Linked DNA regions of Mus musculus: region 1 is linked to region 2. A link is a contact called in public Hi-C data. All regions are on one chromosome and are shown on one strand. Each heading gives the region's core, a stretch centred on a gene start, on an enhancer-like site or on the middle of the called end of the contact. The rest is flanking DNA. Distances are from core to core; before and after follow the strand shown. Region 1 holds the start of Cdc42ep5 (CDC42 effector protein (Rho GTPase binding) 5). Region 2 overlaps Rdh13 (retinol dehydrogenase 13 (all-trans and 9-cis)).

Region 1 (3,094 bases), core at 463-2,962, 260 kb after region 2:
ATGTCAGTGACGTGTAAAAACATGCACACCCAGAATAGGTAGCTCAATAAAAGCTAATAAAAGTCATAAATAGCGAGGCGTGATGACACACCTTTAACCCTGGCACCCTGGAGAATAGAGGCAATCAGATGTCTGTGACTTTGAGAATAAAATGATTGACATAGCAAGTTCCAGGCCAGCCAGAGCTACATAGTGAGACATTGTCACCTCAGCTATCCAGGACACTGAAGTGAAAGGAAGTGAACTCAAGCTCAGCCTGAGCTAATTAATGAGAGACCCTGTCTGAAGAGCAGGGTACCAGGTAGAGGATAATCTCGACACTGTGCACACAGTGTGCCTACAGGAGGGAGTGGTTTATAGCTCAGTTGTCCAGGGCTTAACTAGCAGGCAAGTGGCCCTAGGTTCAATCCCTGCTATCACCAACAAAACAATTCATCAACAGCAACATGTATGTGTGTGTATGTGTTTGTGTGTGTGTGTCGTGGGGGGGGGGGTGTCACAAATGAGATGAGACATAGTAGCTGTCTTTATCAGTATGGGTTATTTAATTTAACCTCCAGTTCTATCCATTTTCTCAAAAATGACATAATTATGCTTTTCTTCAAGGCTGTCCAAAACCCCTTTGGGAACATACACCACGATTTCTTTATCCAATCATCTATCCGTTGATGGGTGTCTAGACTAATCCAGTAACCTGGCTCCTCTGTAAAAACTGCAAACACATGGGCCCGCAGGTATGTGTCATTCTGACTTAGATTTCTCCTAGTGGCTTTCAAGCTGACCTCTCAGTGTCTACCAAAGTCATTTCTTTTCTACTTGCTTCCCTGTGTGTTTGTGTTCCACGTGGCCTCTGTCCAAAGTCCCTGCAGTGCTTTCTGCAGACCTCCTAGACAAAATATCTCTATTAAACACTGTGGACTTCTCCCTGTACTAAAGGTCTATCCTACCATGCCTCTGCTGTTCTCTGACAGTGCTCCCTCCTCCCTGGCTCTACAGGCTCCCAGTATAGACCTCAGTGTGCAACCCAAAGGTGCTTGCTTATTAGATCTGTAACTGGGTCTCCCTCTGAGCCTTCCCTCTTTCTGTGCATTTTGCCCTAAGCCACACGACACCCGGGAACAGCACACATACCTCACACCCCCCAAACACCCTCACTCCAGCCGTGCTCCATCAGCTTTTGAAGGATGTTGTGAACACCAGTGTGTAGTCTTCACCACAGACAGGGAATCAGAGTGAAGACCCTTCTCTGGCAGATGGCTGCAAATAGGAGCATCCTGGGGAACGCTCCAGGGCAATTGCACAGCACTTCTTTCTCCTACTGGGACTTTAATTCTCTCTTATCTTTTTTCCTCTCCTCCCATATCTCTCTCTCTCTCTCACTCACACACACTTCACCCCACATTCTCTCTCTCTCTCTCTCTCTCTCTCTCTCTCACACACACACACACACACACACACACACACACACACCCCACACTCTCCTTCTTTCCTCTCTTCCTATCTTTTTTCTCAACTCGCCCTCCCTTCCTGCCCCCCCCCCCCCAGCCCCCACCCCATGCCACTCCCCTAACAGCTGCAGTCTGGAAGAAATTACTCTTCTAAACAGCCAGACTTCACTGGTTTCAGGACATTCCAGGCTGGGCCGGGGAGGGGTTGGGCTGGGGGCGTGCCCGTCCATCCCCCTAGCTCTACCCCCGCTTCCACTACGCTCAGTCCTGGTTTCCTCCTGTCCCTACAATCCCTTCAAAGGGCCTTTAGCTTTTCTACCATCAAGGCTTTCTAGTCCTTTAAATCCTAGAGGCAAACTTTTAGGGACTAAGGAAGGCTGGGAGGGGCCTATGGCTTAACCCTCTCAACCCGGGACAAGAGACCAGCTTGGCTGACTGGGCGTTGACTCGGTGCTTGGTTGGTAGGCTGCCATGGCCCCCGAGAGGGGCTGAAGCTTATTCCTGGTGCAGGTAAGAAGGAACTTCCGGGGGTTGCCAGATTCTGGGGGCTAGTCTCTTGGGTCTGAGGGAGGAGGGCAAACGAAAGAGAATTCCTGGACCCCTGGAATGTGAGAGAGGAAAGCAGGGGAACTCCCAGCCCGTGAAACCAGAGAGCTAGGAGGTGGGGCTGCTGAGACCCAAGGGTGCAGGACCCAGCCTGAGGCGGTGGCACTCAGACCGCCGCATGCCTAGGTCCTGGAGCCCCTACCAGGTAGGACGTGACACTTACTTTATTTGCCAGGTGAGATCTCTCCTGCAGAAAGAAGGAAAAAGGCGCCAGAGAGGCCAGGAGGGACCCCAGCTTAAGTCGGATCTCAATTAAGTCTGGACCACGAGGTGAGAAGGTTGTAGTGGGCAGGGGTCTTCAACCGGGGGCGTGGGAGGAAGACAGACTAGTTAGCAAACAGACCAGGGACTTCGACGTACCCGATGCAGCCCGGTGGCTTTAGGAAAAGAATTGCCAATGCTGAGATCCCAGGGGTCTCCAGGTGGGGTCCCTTGCCAGGTCTGGGCTCCACCCTCCTCCAGCCTGAGAACCAGTCCAGCCAGCTCTGGAGCGGGTTATTATTTTCTTGCTGGCAGGGCTGGGGCTGAGAGAGGACAGAGGTGAGCCAGCTGTGCCCCACCCCCACCCCCACCCCCATCCCTGCAGCTGGAGCCACGCGGTACTTAGGCAGGAAAAAGAGGGTGGAAGAGGCCAGAGAGGATGTGCTTATCTGAGCATGTGTCTGTCAGGGCGGGCTGGGTTGCCTGCTTTCTTCCAGTCTACTTTGCATTGATCCCTAACAACAGCCCCTCTGTAAGAGCCTAGGCTGATGACGAACTTTTCCCAAGAATGACCACATTGCCTTGTGTTTAACAGGCCTGCAGCACGCATATTTGAGCTTAGAGCTGAGTGTGCAAAAGGACACCTAGGTTGCAGGGGGATGTGACTCGCTGAAGGTCTCAGAGCAAGCCAAGGCTACAGGGGCATTAAAATCTCCATGTTGCATGTGTTAGAGCAGGCATGTAGTGTGTTGCATTCGAGTATGTTAGGGTAACCCCCTAGATTATTCTCCACTTTATTCTTGAAATGAGAGAGGTCTCTTATTCAAAGGAATAAGCCC
Region 2 (3,230 bases), core at 729-3,228:
AGTGCTAGGATCACGGACATGCCTCGCCATGCTTGTTGCATTGAGTATTAGTGTCAGGTCCATGATGGGTCTACCCTCACAGTCACTGGGAAAATCAGCCGAGTATGCCCATAAATTGCTCTGCACAGTGTCTGGCCAAGACTCTAGTCTGACCCACAGCCAAACATTAGGTGGAGAGAGCTTCAGTTGAAAAGCGTCATGGGATCACTTCTCTTGAAGCTTGGGAATCCCAGAGAAGAGGGGGAGAAAGAGTTGTAGGAGCCAGCAGGATTGAGAGTACCAGGAGAACACGGCCCACAGAATCAACTAAGTAGGGCTCATTCACAGAGACTGAAGCAGCTATCACCAAGCCTGCACAGGTCTGTGCTAGGTCCTCTGTGTATGCTATGGTTGTGCAGCTCATGTGGAATTGTGCCTAGTCTTAGTGTGTCTTGTTATGCTGTGTTCGGTTGATATTCCTGGGAGGCCCGCTCTTTCCTGAAGGGAAATAGAGGAGGAGTGGATCTGAGGGAGAGGGAAAGCAGGAAGGCAAACTGGGAGAGTGAAGGGAGGAGAGGCTGCGGTTGGGATCAACGGTGTGAGAGAAGAAGTACAAGAATGTAGTCTGAGTCAACAGAGCACTGTGGCAGGCATTCATAATGCCCGAGTCACTTAGTGGGCATGTATTAAGAATTTTAGCGTGAGAAGACCACAGAATCGAGGGCTGGAGATGTCGCTCAGTTGGCGAACTGCTTGGCTATCTTTCTGGAGCCCTGGGGTTGATCTCCAGCACCACATAAAATCAAACACTGGGATTTGCCTCCCAGCACTCTGCACATAGAGGCAGAGGGAAGGAATTTAAGTTCATCTTTGGCTGTATAGGGAGTTGAGGTCAGGGCCAACCTGGACTACACATGCCCTGCCTGAGACACATGCCCTGCCTGAGACACATGCCCTGCCTGAGACACATGCCCTGCCTGAGACACATGCCCTGCCTGAGACACATGCCCCTGCCTGAGACACATGCCCTGCCTGAGACACATGCCCTGCCTGAGACACATGCCCTGCCTGAGACACATGCCCTGCCTGAGACACATGCCCTGCCTGAGACACATGCCCTGCCTGAGACACATGCCCTGCCTGAGACACATGCCCTGCCTGAGACACATGCTCTGCCTGAGACACATGCCCTGCCTGAGACACATGCTCTGCCTGAGACACATGCCCTGCCTGAGACACATGCCCTGCCTGAGACACATGCCCTGCCTGAGACACATGCCCTGCCTGAGACACATGCCCTGCCTGAGACACATGCCCTGCCTGAGACACATGCTCTGCCTGAGACACATGCCCTGCCTGAGAGGAAAAGATTATTTCTAGGAACAATACATAGAATAGAGGAAAATGTGCTTTCATTTTTCTGGGAACACTCAGGGAGGCTTCCTATAGGAGGCCGCTTTTGGATTCATCTCTCCTTTTGGAGGAATTTGTGGGGTGTTGCCTGGGACGGGCCATTTAGGTAGAGAGAACTGCAGACACAAAGGCCTGGAGGTAGGTTCCCTGGGACTTCAGGGCAGCTTCCAGCCTCCAAGGCTGGGTTTTGGGTTCCCTGAGGGTGGAGCAGGGGATTTTTATTTTTGACTGTTCTGTGGTTGATTGTAGGGCCCTTCTTCTGGCTGCTGTTCAAGAGTCCCCAGCTGGCGGCCCAGCCCAGCACATATCTGGCCGTGGCAGAAGAACTGGAGAATGTTTCGGGGAAGTACTTTGATGGACTCAGAGAGAAGGCTCCATCTCCTGAGGCTGAAGATGAGGAAGTAGCCCGCAGACTTTGGACGGAAAGTGCCCGTTTGGTGGGCTTGGCCATGGCTCATGGATCCCCTGGGAGAGGACATGCCATTCCCAGATAACCTTCAGAGACCCAGATGGAGCTGTGTTACCAAGACTGCTGCTGGCCATGCTCTCATCATCCTCTAGGGGCAGTATTGGTACTATTAGAATCTCAAGACTGTGGATGTTGGCTGCCATGTCCTCATCATCCTTTAGGGACAGTGTTGCACTGTTAGAACTCAAGTCTGTGGATGCTGGCTGCTATGCCCTCATCATCCTCTAGGTGGCAATGTTAGTTCTAGCATTTATCGTTAGCTGGCTACATTGAGTTGGACCACAGGTAGGCACTGGCTCAGGGGATGGCAGGTCCATGTACTCTGTTGGTTACTGGGGAGATGGTCCATCAGGTGCCTCCTTTAGGAATCTAAAAGGGGAGGCTGATAGGGGAGACAGTCACTCTGGTTATGGGCAGTGTCCAAAGACAGTGGACACCAAAGCTGCTGTGGTGGACTGATTGGTCTACTGTTAAAGAGCAGGCATAGCTATAGATTTTTGTGGGCCCTTATATACTCCTGCCTCCTCTCTGACTTGGCTGTTGTTCTAGTTTGCTTTCTGTTGCTGTGATAAACACCATGACCAAAATCAACCTGGGGAGAAAAAGGGCTTATTTAACTCACAGGTTATAGTTTATCATGGAAGAGGCAAGCCAGGGCAGGAACTCAGGACAGTAACTTGAAGCAGATACCAATGGAGGTGTGCTCACAGGCATATGTCAGGTACCTTGCTTTTATTTTTATTATTATTATTATTATCTTTTTTTTTTTTTTTTTTTTTTTTACAGAGAGGGTCTCACTTTGTAACCCTGGCCTTCCTGGAACTTGCTATGTAGACTAGGCTGGCCTTGAACTCACAGAGATCTGCCATGCCTGGAATTAAAGGCATGTATTACTATGCCTGTCCCAGGTACCTGTGCAGGCCTACCTGTCCAAGGATGGCACCATCCACAGTGGGCGTCTACCTCCTACATCAGCTAGCAATCAAGAAAATGCTCCACAGACAATCCCTCAGGACAGTCTGGTCTAAGCAGCTCTTCACATGAGGGTCTCTCTCTGTCTTTTACGAATGTCAGGTTGACAACCAAATGAACCAGACAGCTCTTGATTGCAAACTGCAAAGGGTCACTGCTCCCTTAAGGATGGTGTGGGTCTGAAGCTCTCGCCAGACTCAGAAAGGGCAGCCGTGGACACCTTGTGTGCTGGACAGTGGCTGTGATCCAGTGGAAACCCTGGCAGACCCTGTCTTGGTTAGCCCCGAAGTGCTCAGGACAGAGTGGGATGAAAAGCTGCTAGCTGCTGCCACAGAAAACCAGCGTGACCTAGGATCAGGATCTCTCCAATTCCTGTGTAATTTTAACTGTAGACTCT

What was found. A called contact is a pair of places that touch in the nucleus more often than the background predicts.
Region 1: a Hi-C map of bone marrow-derived macrophages shows a contact between it and region 2, with 34 read pairs. The contact joins the promoter of Cdc42ep5 here to the enhancer-like site in region 2. A contact is called at or near these places in 12 of 39 promoter capture datasets (the 3T3-L1 cell line, 3T3-L1-derived adipocytes, the HPC-7 cell line and 8 more), 4 of 15 datasets of contacts at CTCF or cohesin (the NIH/3T3 cell line, embryonic stem cells and large pre-B cells), 9 of 484 Hi-C or Micro-C datasets (bone marrow-derived macrophages, cerebral cortex, cortical neurons and 5 more), 17 of 115 datasets of contacts at active chromatin or transcription factors (bone marrow-derived macrophages, cardiomyocytes, craniofacial prominence and 8 more) and 5 of 9 other capture datasets (adipose tissue, embryonic stem cells, liver and 2 more).

Annotation. Positions count from the first base shown.
Region 1 is chr7:4,163,323-4,166,416 of GRCm38.p6, reverse strand. It overlaps Cdc42ep5 (CDC42 effector protein (Rho GTPase binding) 5), which reads left to right and starts at 1,712. Exons shown (of 3, transcript NM_021454.4): 1 at 1,712-1,958; 2 at 2,230-2,324.
Region 2 is chr7:4,426,214-4,429,443 of GRCm38.p6, reverse strand. Rdh13 (retinol dehydrogenase 13 (all-trans and 9-cis)) reads left to right here. Exons shown (of 7, transcript NM_175372.4): 7 at 1,642-3,230. The coding sequence ends at 1,886. Among named protein-coding and RNA genes, the nearest start is that of Rdh13, 18 kb to the left of the region's middle. Within about 2 kb of position 1,978, at least 196 of the 459 cell types and tissues checked have an H3K27ac peak or open chromatin away from gene starts, as enhancers often do. A contact at or near this core is called in Sertoli cells, bone marrow-derived macrophages, craniofacial prominence and 6 more, where this site is marked.